Regions from separate parts of the Mus musculus genome. Here regions 2 and 3 are each linked to region 1. A link is a contact called in public HiChIP or PLAC-seq data. All regions are on one chromosome and are shown on one strand. Each heading gives the region's core, a stretch centred on a gene start, on an enhancer-like site or on the middle of the called end of the contact. The rest is flanking DNA. Distances are from core to core; before and after follow the strand shown.

The links. HiChIP or PLAC-seq counts read pairs in DNA pulled down with a chosen protein or histone mark.
Region 2: a contact with region 1 is called in an H3K27ac HiChIP or PLAC-seq map of embryonic stem cells, with 26 read pairs. The contact joins two enhancer-like sites. A contact is called at or near these places in 3 of 15 datasets of contacts at CTCF or cohesin (the G1E-ER4 cell line, large pre-B cells and pro-B cells), 24 of 484 Hi-C or Micro-C datasets (B cells, the Ba/F3 cell line, CD4 T cells and 13 more), 8 of 115 datasets of contacts at active chromatin or transcription factors (the HPC-7 cell line, effector CD8 T cells, embryonic stem cells and 2 more) and 2 of 9 other capture datasets (adipose tissue and liver).
Region 3: a CTCF HiChIP or PLAC-seq map of CD8 T cells shows a contact between it and region 1, with 7 read pairs. The contact joins the promoter of Haao here to the enhancer-like site in region 1. A contact is called at or near these places in 16 of 39 promoter capture datasets (the 3T3-L1 cell line, the C10 cell line, the HPC-7 cell line and 10 more), 4 of 15 datasets of contacts at CTCF or cohesin (CD8 T cells, embryonic stem cells, large pre-B cells and 1 more), 58 of 484 Hi-C or Micro-C datasets (the 63-12 cell line, the AML12 cell line, B cells and 38 more), 14 of 115 datasets of contacts at active chromatin or transcription factors (CD8 T cells, the HPC-7 cell line, acute myeloid leukemia and 6 more) and 3 of 9 other capture datasets (adipose tissue, liver and pancreatic islet).

The regions. Positions count from the first base shown.
Region 1 is chr17:83,652,063-83,656,134 of GRCm38.p6, forward strand. No RefSeq gene overlaps it. Among named protein-coding and RNA genes, the nearest start is that of Kcng3, 22 kb to the left of the region's middle. Within about 2 kb of position 2,714, at least 66 of the 459 cell types and tissues checked have an H3K27ac peak or open chromatin away from gene starts, as enhancers often do. A contact at or near this core is called in B cells, CD8 T cells, the CH12 cell line and 17 more, where this site is marked.
Region 2 is chr17:83,806,264-83,810,354 of GRCm38.p6, forward strand. All of the region lies in intron 16 of Mta3 (metastasis associated 3), which reads left to right. Among named protein-coding and RNA genes, the nearest start is that of Gm41637, 18 kb to the right of the region's middle. Within about 2 kb of position 1,923, at least 76 of the 459 cell types and tissues checked have an H3K27ac peak or open chromatin away from gene starts, as enhancers often do. A contact at or near this core is called in B cells, the G1E-ER4 cell line, the HPC-7 cell line and 3 more, where this site is marked.
Region 3 is chr17:83,844,609-83,849,145 of GRCm38.p6, forward strand. Haao (3-hydroxyanthranilate 3,4-dioxygenase) reads right to left here and starts at 2,182. Exons shown (of 10, transcript NM_025325.2): 1 at 2,029-2,182. The coding sequence starts at 2,108.

The DNA of each region.
Region 1 (4,072 bases), core at 1,464-3,963:
TTTCTTTGTTTTGAGGCAGAATCTCAAATAGCCCAGGGTTAACCTCAGACTCTTAGTGGAGGATGTCCTTGAACTTCTGACCCTCCTATCTGTATCTTTCAAGTACCAAAATAACAAGTGTGTGCCACCGAGTCAAAGGTGAATTTTTAAACAATCTGTATGTATGCTAACAGGGTTTGTAGTTCAGTCTATATTCCTTGAACTTAGCTCAAGGTATTGGCAGTGAGTTGATTTGAGCACCATTGTGAGGTTGGAGAGCCAGGTGTCTCCCCAGCCCAGTCTCCTTTCCTTCCTAAGTATGGTATCTCAGAAAATGATACCCCAAAGCACTGTCACACCCGGTGCTTTGACCTGAGGTATCTCTAACCTCCGCATCTCAGCCTTCCTCCTCACTAAAACTCTGCTCTCTGTGTCCTGGGGAATCTCACCCAGCAGGGATGTGAACAGTGACATAGAAGAGATTGAAGGTTGCTGTGTAGGCTTTGCCACAGTGTCGCCTCCTCATCTTCTTCCTGCTCTTCCAGCAACAAACCTTGGCACCTCAGCACTATGATTTCAAACTCTCCTTTACCACACAGAAAGGACTGCCCAGTGCCAGCCCTTGGAATCTGCCACTGCCTGGAGGGCCTCCCTAGCACTTGAGGGTCTCCATGGGCAGACTGCTAAGTCACTTCTGAGAGATGGAAAACTGGGGGGGGGGGAGGTGCTTTGAAGCCTGAAGGGGGGCTAGATAATAACAAGGCTCTCTGACGTGACCTCCACTTCTCTGTTTTCTGCTATAGGAGACTACAGGACCTATATCCTACGTTGCCACATCCAATACCACATGTACAATTTGAAACTTCAAAAAATTTAAGTCAGTTAAACTTTCCCGGGCTGGTGAGATGGCTCAGCAGTTAAGAGCACTGACTGCTCTAGGGAAGGTCCTGTGTTCAAATCCCAGCAACCACATGGTGGCTCACAACCATCCGTAATGAGATCTGATGCCCTCTTCTGGGGTGTCTGAAGACAGCTAGTGAACTTATGTATAAATAATAAATAAATCTTTTTAAAAAAATCTTTCCCAAAATAATGAGAGTAAATGAGATAGCATTCTCAGTAGCCACCGTGAAGACAGCAAAAATAAACTGGGGAGATGAGTTGTGCTTTGTTTGGGGTTTTTGGGTTTCGGTGGTAGAGTTTGAACCCAAGACTTTTTGCAGACTTAGCATATGCTCCACTGAGAATTTCTCCCTCCGCTCCTTCACCCAGATTTTCCCCCAGCATATATTAAATATTAAATATATTAAATACTACCATTTCAATTTAATCTAATCAATATATAAAGTTATAATAATGAGATGGAAATTATCAATGTAAAACTTATTACTGGGGTATTATACATTTTCCATGTCTGGTAGCTCACAGCTGTGCGTAACTCCAGCTTCAAGGGATCCAACGCCATTCTCTGGCCTCTGTGGGCCCCTTCACGCAGGCAGCAAACGTGGCACGCACGCACACACACATCATGAAAAATTCAAGGCAAAAGCAGGTAGATCTATTCAAATTGAGACCAGCCTGATCTGTATGGTGAGTTCCAGACCTGCCAGTTACAGAGACTCTGTCCTTAATGCTGGGCACAGTGGCACACAGCTTTAGTTCCAGTACTTGGGAGGCAGAAGCAAGTGGATCTTTATTGCTCTGAGGCTAGCCTGGTCTACATAGTGAGTTCAGGAGTGAATGAATTACATAGTGAGCTATGTAGTGAGACACAGGATCTCAAAAAAAAAAAAAAAAAGTGTGGTTGCCATGGTGACTTCTCACAGCCATAACAGTAATCAGGACAAGCTGCATGCACAAGATAAACAAAATGAATGTTTTAAAAGTATAAATTAAAAATGCAATAAAGAGGGGCACAACGAGTAAGAGCACTGACCGCTCTTCTGAAGGTCCTGAGTTCGAATCCCAGCAACCACATGGTGGCTCACAACCACCCATAATGAGATCTGATGCCCTCTTCTGGTGCGTCTGAAGACAGCTACAGTGTACTTATTTATTTTTTTACAAATGCCATAAAGAGCAGAGCGTGGTGGTGCACGCCTTTAATCCCAGCCCTCGGGAGGCAGAGGTAGGTGGATTTCTAAGTTCAAGGCCCGCCTGGTCTACAGAGTGAGTTCTAGGACAGCCAGGGCTACACAGAGAAACCCTGTCCCAGGGGGGGGAAAATGCAATAAAGAGTTAGGTAGAGTAAAGTGACTTACATTGACCTTTGGCCTCCACACACTCACCTGTACTCACATGCAGACAGACATAGAGACAGACTTTAGCGCTTTAGAACTAAAATTGAATGAGCTTCCTCGCTACTGTTCTTGATTGGATGTTTGGGGTGTCGCGCGCCTTTTTGCTAAAGTAAACTGCCTTGCCTGGTTACCTTCTCGTGTTCAGATGTCAGTTTGGGAGGCAGCTGGGTTACTGTTTGCCGCTGATTCTGAGCTTATCCTAAACCTGAGCTCCATCTGGAAGAGCATGCGGGTCTCCCCCCTTGGAGAGGTGCATCTCACAGGCCTGTTGGGGTGGACCCAGGATCTCAGATACACGGCACCACTTGGATAGGTGGAGATCCCAGGATGGAAAGTGTCTGAGCACCACAGGAAAGGTCCATGTAAGCGCTCTGGCAATCTCGCAATGCCTTGTGGGAAACAAGGTCATGACACTCTCAAGGAGTGACGAAGTATTTCCTTAGTGGAGGGACATCCGGTGGTTGTGTGTTGTGTGAGAATAAAAGAGATGTGCTCCGAGCTAGACGACTTCCTGTTTGGGGGTGGGGGTGGGGCAGCAAATACCAGCAACCTAAAGAAGAAAATCAACCTTGTAAAAGTCCTTGATAAAGATCTGGAACCGGCTGGGTGTATTCACACCAGTGACCTCGGCAGGACCTTGAGGCTGACACAGGAGAATCACGGTGGTTTTGAGGTCAGCCGGCACTACCGAGCGAGTTCTAGAACAATCCAGATGTCATGGTGACAACCTGTCTGGCATAAAAAGGGAGCGAGAGAGATGGCTCTGAAACTCAGCATAGAGAGCTACAGGGCCTGGATTGAATTCCCTAGCACCACAAAAATAAAGAATAAATCAAGCCCGGCCTAGCCCCAGACCCTGAGTGCCACATGGAAACACCCTGATGTTTGTTCTGGGCATAGTTGTTTATGAATGGATTGCCAGGCCAATTCAGAACAACACACCTCACGGCTTCATTGTGCTTGCTTTCTTTTTTTCAACACAGGGAATTAAACCCAGGGTCTCATATGCTAAGAAGTGTCCCTGCTCACCTCTCCAGTCTTGAGAAACAGGGATTTGGGGAGGAGATAAAGTTGGGGGGAGGGGGGGCTATGGGGAGGTGAAGTTGAAATAGGGCCTCCTAAAGGCCAGACTGGTCTCACTATATGGCCAAGGATAATCTTGGGCTCCTGGTCCTCTTGTCTAAGTGCTGGGTTACAGGAGTTCTCCAGCATACCTGACTATTCTGATTTAGCCTCTTGATTGCTGGCAATGGCCACCAAGTGTGGTGCTAGAAACAGACTTTCCCTTCCCTCCCTCCCTCCCTCCCTCCCTTCCTTCTTTCCTTCCTTCCTTCCTTCCTTCCTTCCTCCCTCCCTCCCTTCCTTCCTTCCTTTTCCTCTTTCTTCCTTCCTTTTTTTCTTTTCCCTCCTTCCTTCCTTCCTGCTTTTTTTTTCTCTAATATCTCTGTGTAGCCCTGGCTGTCCTAGAACTCACTCTGTAGACCAGACTGACCTTGAACTCACAAAGTCATGTTTCACCACGCTAAGATAGAACCAGACATTCTACAGCCTCCTGCTGGCTGCATGTCTGTTCCTTCCTGCCAGGGAATGGCTTCTGCTCGGCTCCTGCGACAGATCAGATTGTTGCTGAGCCTTGACCTACCTCCACTGGAAATTTTACATTGTCAGGGAATAGCTCTGATCAGTCCTCTGAGAATCACAGGCTTTGTTAAAACACCAGGGACTGGGGCTGCAGAGATGGCTCAGTGATTAGGAGCACTGACTGCTCTTCCAGAGGTCCTGAGTTCAAATCC
Region 2 (4,091 bases), core at 673-3,172, 150 kb after region 1:
TTGGATCCCAGCTCCCACCTAAAAGCCAGGTGTCGTGTGTCTGCAGCTTTAGCAGAGGTGTGTGTGTGTGTGTGTGTGTGTGTGTGTGTGTGTGTGTGTGTGTGTGTGTGTAGACAGATCCCTAAAGCTCTCACACACCTGCACATACATGTACCTACTTGAACATATACATCCACATATTCATACCCACAAAAAAAAACAACTTTTAAAGAAAGGAACTTAAAGAAGGGAGGTTTTATTTTGTTCACAGAGCCAGGGAATATAGTCCAGCGAGATGAGGAAGGCACGGGGCAGGCCTGAGTGGCATCTGGTCACATTGCATCTGCGAAATGCAGTCAACAGGAAATGGGGCCAGAGTGTAAGACCCCAGTGGTCTGCTTCCTCCGCCTACTAAACCTTCTGCAGCTCCCCAGACAGGGCCACTGTGTGTGGACCAAGTGGTGGAATGCAGAACTTATGGGGACATTGCACATTCAAGCCACAGCACCAGACAAGCAGTCCACCAGTGTGCCACACCCCCAGCCCTTCACCAGTCTCTGCAGTAACCAGTGCTGGAAGTCTCCCTCGCACCTCACACGGCCGCTCTGCAGCCAGGTCCAGACCTGTACGGCAGCTCCGGTCAGGTCATCTCTTCAGCACCTGGTGCCCAGCATCATGGCCCTCTTCTCCTTGGGGCTTCGCCTCCAGAGCAGCTTGCCCTGCTTCTCACTGAATGAATGCAGGCTGTTGCAAGGTCACTGCCTCTGCACTCTGAAGAGGACGCAGGGGCACAGCACGCATGAGTTCCTGACGCCATACTGACCAAGTCAGCAGCTCGCCGCGGGTGACACCTGCCTCGTTTCCCAAAGATACCCAGTCTTTTCTTCAAAACTCTTTGATCCGCTGTCGCAGCTCAAAAAGGAGGCTGGTGACAACATGCCTTGCCGTGTGCTAGCCAACTAACCTGTGCCTTCCCATTCGGTTCACGCAAAAAGATCTCTGGTTGGGATGGGTTTGTTAGGGCACACAATTGTATCTCTGTGCCCAGAGCCTGGCACTTAGGTGCACAATATAAATTATACAAAGGAAAGTGTTGAAGAAAACAGACCTAGTGCAGTGGATTGTAATTCCCCAGTTTACCAAATATGGGCACAGATGGACTCTAAGTCAAGGACAACGAGTTTCAGAATCACTCTCTAGTAACTGCTCCAGCAAGCAGAGAGTGTGGTGGTCCACACACGAGCCCTAGCACTCAGGAGGAAGTGGTGGGAGGAGTCTTTAGACCTGCCCAGGTTACGTACCCAGACTCTTATCTTAAAGCAGAAGGGGCTGGCGAGACCGCTCAGGAGTTAGAATCATACTCTCTCTGCAGAAGACACAGCACACGTGCCTGGTGGCTCACAGGGGCCTTTAACTCCCACTTCCTCTTCCACCTTCACTGCAGTCGTGTGCACATAGCCCCTCACACATAATTAAAAATAAGATAAAAACTTTTAAACATGCTTCTCTTTATTTTTGGTTGTGAGCCCAGCGGAGCCATCTTTCCAGCCCGAAAATATTTTTTAAAAGCAATGTGAGTACTATTTAGAAATAGGAACTATAATGGCTCCTCGGCCTTTGGGCTAAGATCAAGTGTAGAAATAGAAGCTATATTAACTGTTTTAACAGCTAAGTTATTATAAGACATCAATAGAACAACAGCTGGACGGTAGAGCAGACCAACTAACACGGCGAATGTCCTTGAGTTCAAAGGGCACAGAAACTGGAAGTATCTCAATTTAGAAGCTTTCAGAGGATATACCAGGCGGTGATGGTCCAGAACTCGGGAGGCAGAGGCAGGCAGATCTCTTGAGTTCGAGGCCAGCCTGGTCTACCAAGCTAGTTCCAGGACAGCTAGAGCTACACTGAATGGCTAGGACTGGAACAAGCTGCTTGTGCTAACAGGGTGTGGCTGACTGGAACAGAAGGATACTTGTAGCTCTCTAGCGCCCCCTTCTGGGAGAAGAGGGAGCCGTGGCAAAGGATTTTTTTTTTTTTAAGAGACTTGGTCTCAAGTGTCAGGAAGCCATCAGAGGGATAAATTTGGTGCCTTGAGGCCATACTGCTACAGAAACAGATTCCTAGTGGGCCCTTTCCTTGGAACAGTGACCGTGTTTCTTATTCTCTCAGGATCCAGGTCCTGACTAACCTCAGTGCTGGATAATATCTGGTTAGTGTAGTAAGTTTCCATCTCCTAGTTCTATTATCAAATACCAAAGCAGGTACAGATTCACGGGGAAAAGCCTTACCCCGTGTGATACAATGTTGAAACCAATTAGCACAGGTACTTAATTACCACAGCCAACAGATGGACAAGACTGTGAAGATAGGGGAAACTAATTTGGCTGCAGACAACCTGCTTCCAGTGAGTGTCCCGCCTCCCAGCTTCCTGTCTCTTCTCTGTCACTCATCTCCCCTCCTGTCCTTGCCTCTCAGGTGCTTTTTTTACTTTTAGGCAGGAAATCGCTGTGTAGCTTACGATCCCACGGAGTTCCAAGTGTATGTCCCTTGGTTCTGTATTTCTGGGCCCGAGGTGAGGTTGGAACATCATAGCAGCAGAAACATAAGCCAGCATTGTTGACCACAGCGGCAGGCAGCAAGCACAGGTGGACTTCCGGTTCCCGGTGGTGGGAGCTCTTGATATTTGCAAGAAGGAATTTTTTTTCAGACATTTAAAAAAAATGGTTTTTCGTTCTTTTGAGACAAGATGCCATGTATCCTAGCTTCCCTCAAACGCCAGATGTAGCAAAGGTGCCAGCATGCCTAGTGTCTACAGTACTGGGGTCTAACCTAGGGCCTTGTGCACCAACACACATTTATTTTGGGGGAAGCAGTCTACAGCTGAGCTCCATTCTAGATCACCTTGTCACACACACACACACACACACACCCTCCCCTACCCCCAAATAGACAGACAATTTCATACTGCTTTCCTGAAAGTTTCTGTCTTTTACTTGGCCCTGGTACAGACTAGGGTCAGAGAACAAGCACTGAGTGTGGGTTAAGCCAGTCCTAAGGCGTCGGACCACATACAGCACCCACCCAACGGAACTGACTCCACCCAACGGAACTGACTCCACCCAACAGAACTGACTCTGCCAGTGCAGACGGGCTCATGTGTCAGAAGCCTCGGTGCAGGGAGCTGGAAAGGCAGGGTTGATCTGACAGTCATACCGCGCAGATATGTTCAGTGTGGTACGTCCTAGTGTCGGGCCCTGTGCTGTCACCCACCCATTTGCCGACATACTTAGAGGTGCTTTGATGTCATTTGCATTGCTGGCAGACAGAGAACCTGCTACAGGGGTTCCACTACGTTAATGCCCAGTTATCAGGGATAGGCCCTTTAAGGGAAGCTCTCTGTGCCTCTGAGAGCGCAAGAAAGGGCGGCGGGGCAGGGGAATAGAGGCATTTGTACCATGGGCAGTGGAGACAGGTAGCCAAGTGTTTGCAGGAGCTGCAATGAATCTCGGACTTCTCCCTCCTGCTCCCGTGAGGCCTTTGGCTTCTTCACACCTGTTTTCTCCTCTTTCAATCTGTAAAGTGGTGATGGCATCCGCCTTACAGAGCTGCTCTCACGATGACATCATTTATACTTTTATATCATTTCATCATTTCATTTCAGTAGTGGAGAAAAAAAAAATCAACAGCCCAGAGAGGTTTAGTGACTCACCCAAAGTCACATCGTTAATGGGTAACTGCGGTGGGATTTGAACTCCCAATCTTGTGTCGTCCTCTAGGTGAACAAGGACCCTGGGCTGTGCTGAGTGAGGCATGCTCTTGGGTGATGTTCATGTTTCCTGGGTATAAGAGTCGAGTGTCTGTTTGCAAATACATAGGAAAATGCAGTGGGTATTCGGGAATCTTTTGGTTTCATTTCATTTTGTTTGTTTCTTACTCAGACTGAAGGTCTAACAGAAACCTGTGGGCTCCATTCTCTGGCTCCCAAAGCCTCTCCTTCCGTGTCTCACCCCTGTAGTGTTTCCTTTCCGGCTTTCAGGAGAGTGGAAAAAAAGAGAAGAGAAAATGCAAAGAGTCACTTGAAGGTAGAAGGTGTTTAAATGAAGTCTGCTGCC
Region 3 (4,537 bases), core at 932-3,431, 190 kb after region 1:
TTCCTGCCCTGGCTTCTTTCAGTGAGGCTCTTATAAGCAGTAAATGTGGAGGTCAGAGGACAACTTTTAAGAGTCAGTTCAGGTCTTCAGGTCTGTGATGGCAAGTGCCCTGCCCATTGGTCCATCCCTCCAGCCATTTTTTTTCTTTTTCTTTTTTTTTTTTTTTGGTTTTTTATTAATAGACTTGACTGAGATATACTTAGAACACATTCAGAAAGTTCTTGAGTAAGCCCATTTGAAAACTATACCCACGTATGACCTCCAGCCACAATGCACAAGCCAGACCCTGTACCTCCTGTGCTCACACAGCTATAGCGTATGAGAGTGGGTGTGAACCTGAGAGAGGATGCCTTGAGGAAACAGGAGTCCTGACAAGGAAGGGTAGATAGTCCCTGCTGTTTTATGTTTTGCTCAATGCAGAGTATGTGAGGTTTTAAGAGTGGGACTTTGGATGCGGAGACTCAGAGCGGGAGAGCATCTGTGAGGACGAAAGTGGACACTGGGTTCATGCATTGAAACCAAGGAACACCACTGATACCAGCAAAGTACCAGAGAAGCTAGGGCCAGGCATGGCACAGACTCGCCATGAAAACTGTCCTCTCAGGGACATGGGCTACTTCATACTGATTGGCGTCCCCTCTCAACAATTCTACAGGGAAGGCATTTTTTTTCAGTTTGCCTCCTGCCGTAAGCCCAGTGTCGGAGCATCGTGGTGCACAGCAAATACCGACTGACTGAATAAAGGGAGGCCCTAGGATCATGATGGCGAACTCGAGAAGTTCTAGAGGCTAGTCTGCTGGGGGTGGGGTGGGCGTGGGGGTAAGCAGGCCTGGAGGCTGGGCAGGCAGTTGCTTCTAACCAGGCTGATGTGGACTGAATCAGAGAAATGCCCACGGGCTTGGAGGGAGGAAGGCTGGGAGGAGTGAAAATGAGAGACAGCAGACAGGGAAGACGTGGAGAAGAGAGACAAAAATGGTAAAGCTCCAAACAGGAAAGCAGCAGTGGCAGAAGAGAGGAGGCTCGGGGGGGGGGGGGGGCTGTCCTGGTTAGCTACGGGGGTATTGCGCAGTGACCAAGAGCATGCGTGGACTTTGTAGTCAAACTCTTCCTGGGCTTGCTCATGGACTCTGTCCCCCTCTAGTTCTGTGACATTGGGAAAGTTACTTATTAAATCCCAACTCATGGGGGGCTATGTGAGAAGTCAAGGAGACGATGTGATATACTTGGCTAGTCTTCCCATTGGGGTGGAAATGTCTGGAGCCATTTGGGTTGGGACACTGCCCACTGGAAATAACTTATAGCCACACAGACACGGGGAGTTCGGGTCTGTGGAGGTGGTGCAAGAAGCTCTGCTGTGGAACTGAGGGAGGGGAGGGGGAGGGGAAGGAGGCAGTCTGTGCTGTAGTTAGAGGAGACTTGGGTGGGTCTGGTGTTTGTGTCCTGGCCTTGAGCCCTGAATTAAGAATCCCCAGGACTAGGGATGCAGCTCCGTTTGGAAAAGTGGGAGCCTAGCATTCACTGACTTCTTCCCTCAGCACCTCAGAAACAGGGTGTTGTGGCACTTGGGAAATAGAAGCAGGAAGATTGGGAATTCAAGCCCCCTCATCCAAAGAATTGTTCATCTGACTCCATAGCTTCGGGGTTTGCCAAGGGTTGAGGTGCTTGGTTCTAGGCCTCCAGGCCTTAAGTTCTAGTCCGGGGCATTGAACACCAGGTTCTCCCCAAGGTGCATGGGGGCAGTGGGTTGGAAAGGTGCTTTCAGCTGCGGAAGGAAGGAATGTCACACCCTGCCACCTCATCTCTCACAGCCTCAGAGACACACAAGCTGGTCTCAGAAGTCATGGCCACAAGTCTGTGGTCTCCAGAAAGAGGAACATACTGAGGTAGTGAAAGAAGAAACAGGTCGTTTTCACCCTCCCCAGAAGAGCACCAAGTGGATGGAACGCAAGGTTAGAGGGGGAGGGGACAGCTGAGGGAAGAGGAGTAAGAAAGAGGGTGGGTTGTAGTCACCGGGTGCTGGCGACTCACATAAGCTTGTTGCAAACCGGAGGCTGAAAGGAGGCCCGATTCTCTTCTACCCAAGACTTCACTCTCACACGGCGTTCCATGGCCGGCAGGCAGGACTCTTCTGCCCACAACGTGGTGGCCAGGTAATCGGGAGGTTGGAGTGATGCGATCTGCGACCTGCGATCTGCGCAGTCTCCTGTTGGCCACCTAGTTAATTAGGTTACCAGAGGTCAAAGAGCTGAGCAATCCCCTGCCACTCTGAGGGGGCAGCTCTAGAGTCTGAGACTACTTGCCCTGCCCCTGCACACACGCCGGAGCAGGGATCAAAGCCCAAGAACAGACCCGCCTCCTGGGACATGGCCAGCATCCTCCCAACACCTAGTTGCTCTGGACCGAAGCTGGACTCTGGTACCTACTGGGCCCATGTAAGATGCAGGACGCTGGGCTTTCAGCTTTTCGGGTTTCTTCTTCTGCCCTGCCTCTAAAGAAACATTGTGTTGGGAGAATAAAGGTTTGAAAATCGGAGACTTTGAGCACAAGGAGGACTGAAGGCAACAGGAGCACACAGAGGCCATCACAGGAGGCAATGAACAGGCTGCATCCAGTCTCCTCCGGAGCACGGAGGTCTGGCCCAGTCCTGCAGATGTGATTGGCTAGACCTGAGATACCCTGTCCTCACCTTGCTTTGCAGCTGAGGCCTGGTCCAGCTCGGCAGCCCTGGCGCCTAGTAGTAGTGGGCAGGAATGAGGTGTCCAGCACTGGTCTGAGTGAGCTCTTTACCCCTCCATGGGGAATTGAACCAGAGTCTTTAGTGTGCTAGGCAAACTCTGCCATGGAGCTTCAGAATGTCCCTGTCCCCTCACACGTCTTGTTTATATTTTATTATTTGGTTTTTGTTTTTGAGACAAGAAATCACTTTGTGACCCAGAATGTTGGGCAGGTTGCTATGTAGCTCAGGCTAGCCTCAAACTCTATCCTTCTACCTCAGTACTAGGATTACAGATGGATGTCACCATAAACCTACAATCCCCACCCTTGCATGTTTTAAGCCACCCACATGTGAAGACCTTTACAGGTGAAGATGGTCCTAGGTGTCTGTCTTATTTAGGGTTTTATTGCTGTGAAGAGACACCAAGACCTCTTATAAAGGACAAAGTTTAACTGGGGCTGGCTTACAGGTTCAGAGGTTCAGTCCATTATCATCATGGCGGGAAGCATGGCAGCATCCCAGGCAGGCATGGTGCTGGAGAAGGAGCTGAGAGGTCTACAGCTTGTTCTAAAAGAAGACAGGAGCAGTCTGTCTTCTAGGCAGTTAGGAGGAGGGCCTCAAAGTCCTCCCCAACCCCACTGACACACTTCCTCCAACAAGGCCACACCTCCTAATAGTGCCACTCCCCAGGCCAAGCACATTCAAACCCACCCCAGAGCCTGCCAGACTAGAGGCTCCTCAGCCAAGGTTGCCCTGGGGCAGGAAACGTAGGAGGAAGAGGGGAAGGCAAGGACCACCTACCCTCCAGGACTCACAATTCTTGGGAGAACTGAAAGGGAGTGAACTACAGAAGTCAGTGCGAGGGAGAAGAAATGGTCTCAGGCCTTTGAGCCCAGAATACAGACTACAGAATAGAAGAATTCCTAGTGGCTCCCTCGTGGCTCTCATGGCCACCCTCGCTTGTCTGCAGCCTGACAGAGTCTCTTCTTCTCAGAATTAAAAGCTCTGCTGGTGTAAGCCAAACTTGGACAGGCTCTCAGCAAGCATCTCACGCACCTGGCAGGGGCCTTCTTGTGTCCTCTCCACCACCCTTGCCCCTTTCTACAGCTTTATCTTTTTGATTATTCACTTGGCATGTTTCAGCTAAGTATTTATTGAAGCATTTCCTTCCAGAACATTGTTTGGTACCTAAATAACTCAAACCTTCTTTATGTTTCCCATCTCCCCGTAGTCAAATGGGTGTAAACAAAACCCAGGCAATGCAGGGACCTATGACCTATGTGTCAGGCTTGTTTCAGGTGCTGTTAAATGGGGAGGAAGGGGGAGGAGTTAAGAAGGTAAGGAGAAGGCAATCGAAGTCACACCAAGGGGAGGGGCTGCTTGCAAACCAGCAGATGTTCTGACACTTCCTACAGAGGACAGAGTGGTAGTTACCCTGTATTTTAATTGATGCAATCAAACGACGTGAGGCTGTACATAGAATTTGAGGACATGAACACTCTAGATTCAAACTAAGATATATTTGTATAATCACTGTGAGAGATGCCCTCTACTTTGGACTATGTGATAAAACACTGTTCTAGGGTACCACGGGCAAGCCTCATTATTCAGATGACTTCAGTGTTAAGAAAATACAGTTCCCCTCTTACCCATGTGTTCTGCCATTGATCAGTCCCCGATTGACTGGGGCCTTCCAGATATTGATCCTTGGTCCTTCCAGACTGTACCTGTTTGTATTTAGCTGCTTTGCCTATTGCTGGAACAAAAAGGGGTTAATTTTGGCTCCCAGTTTGAGGGGGAAGTCATGGCGACGGGAGTTTG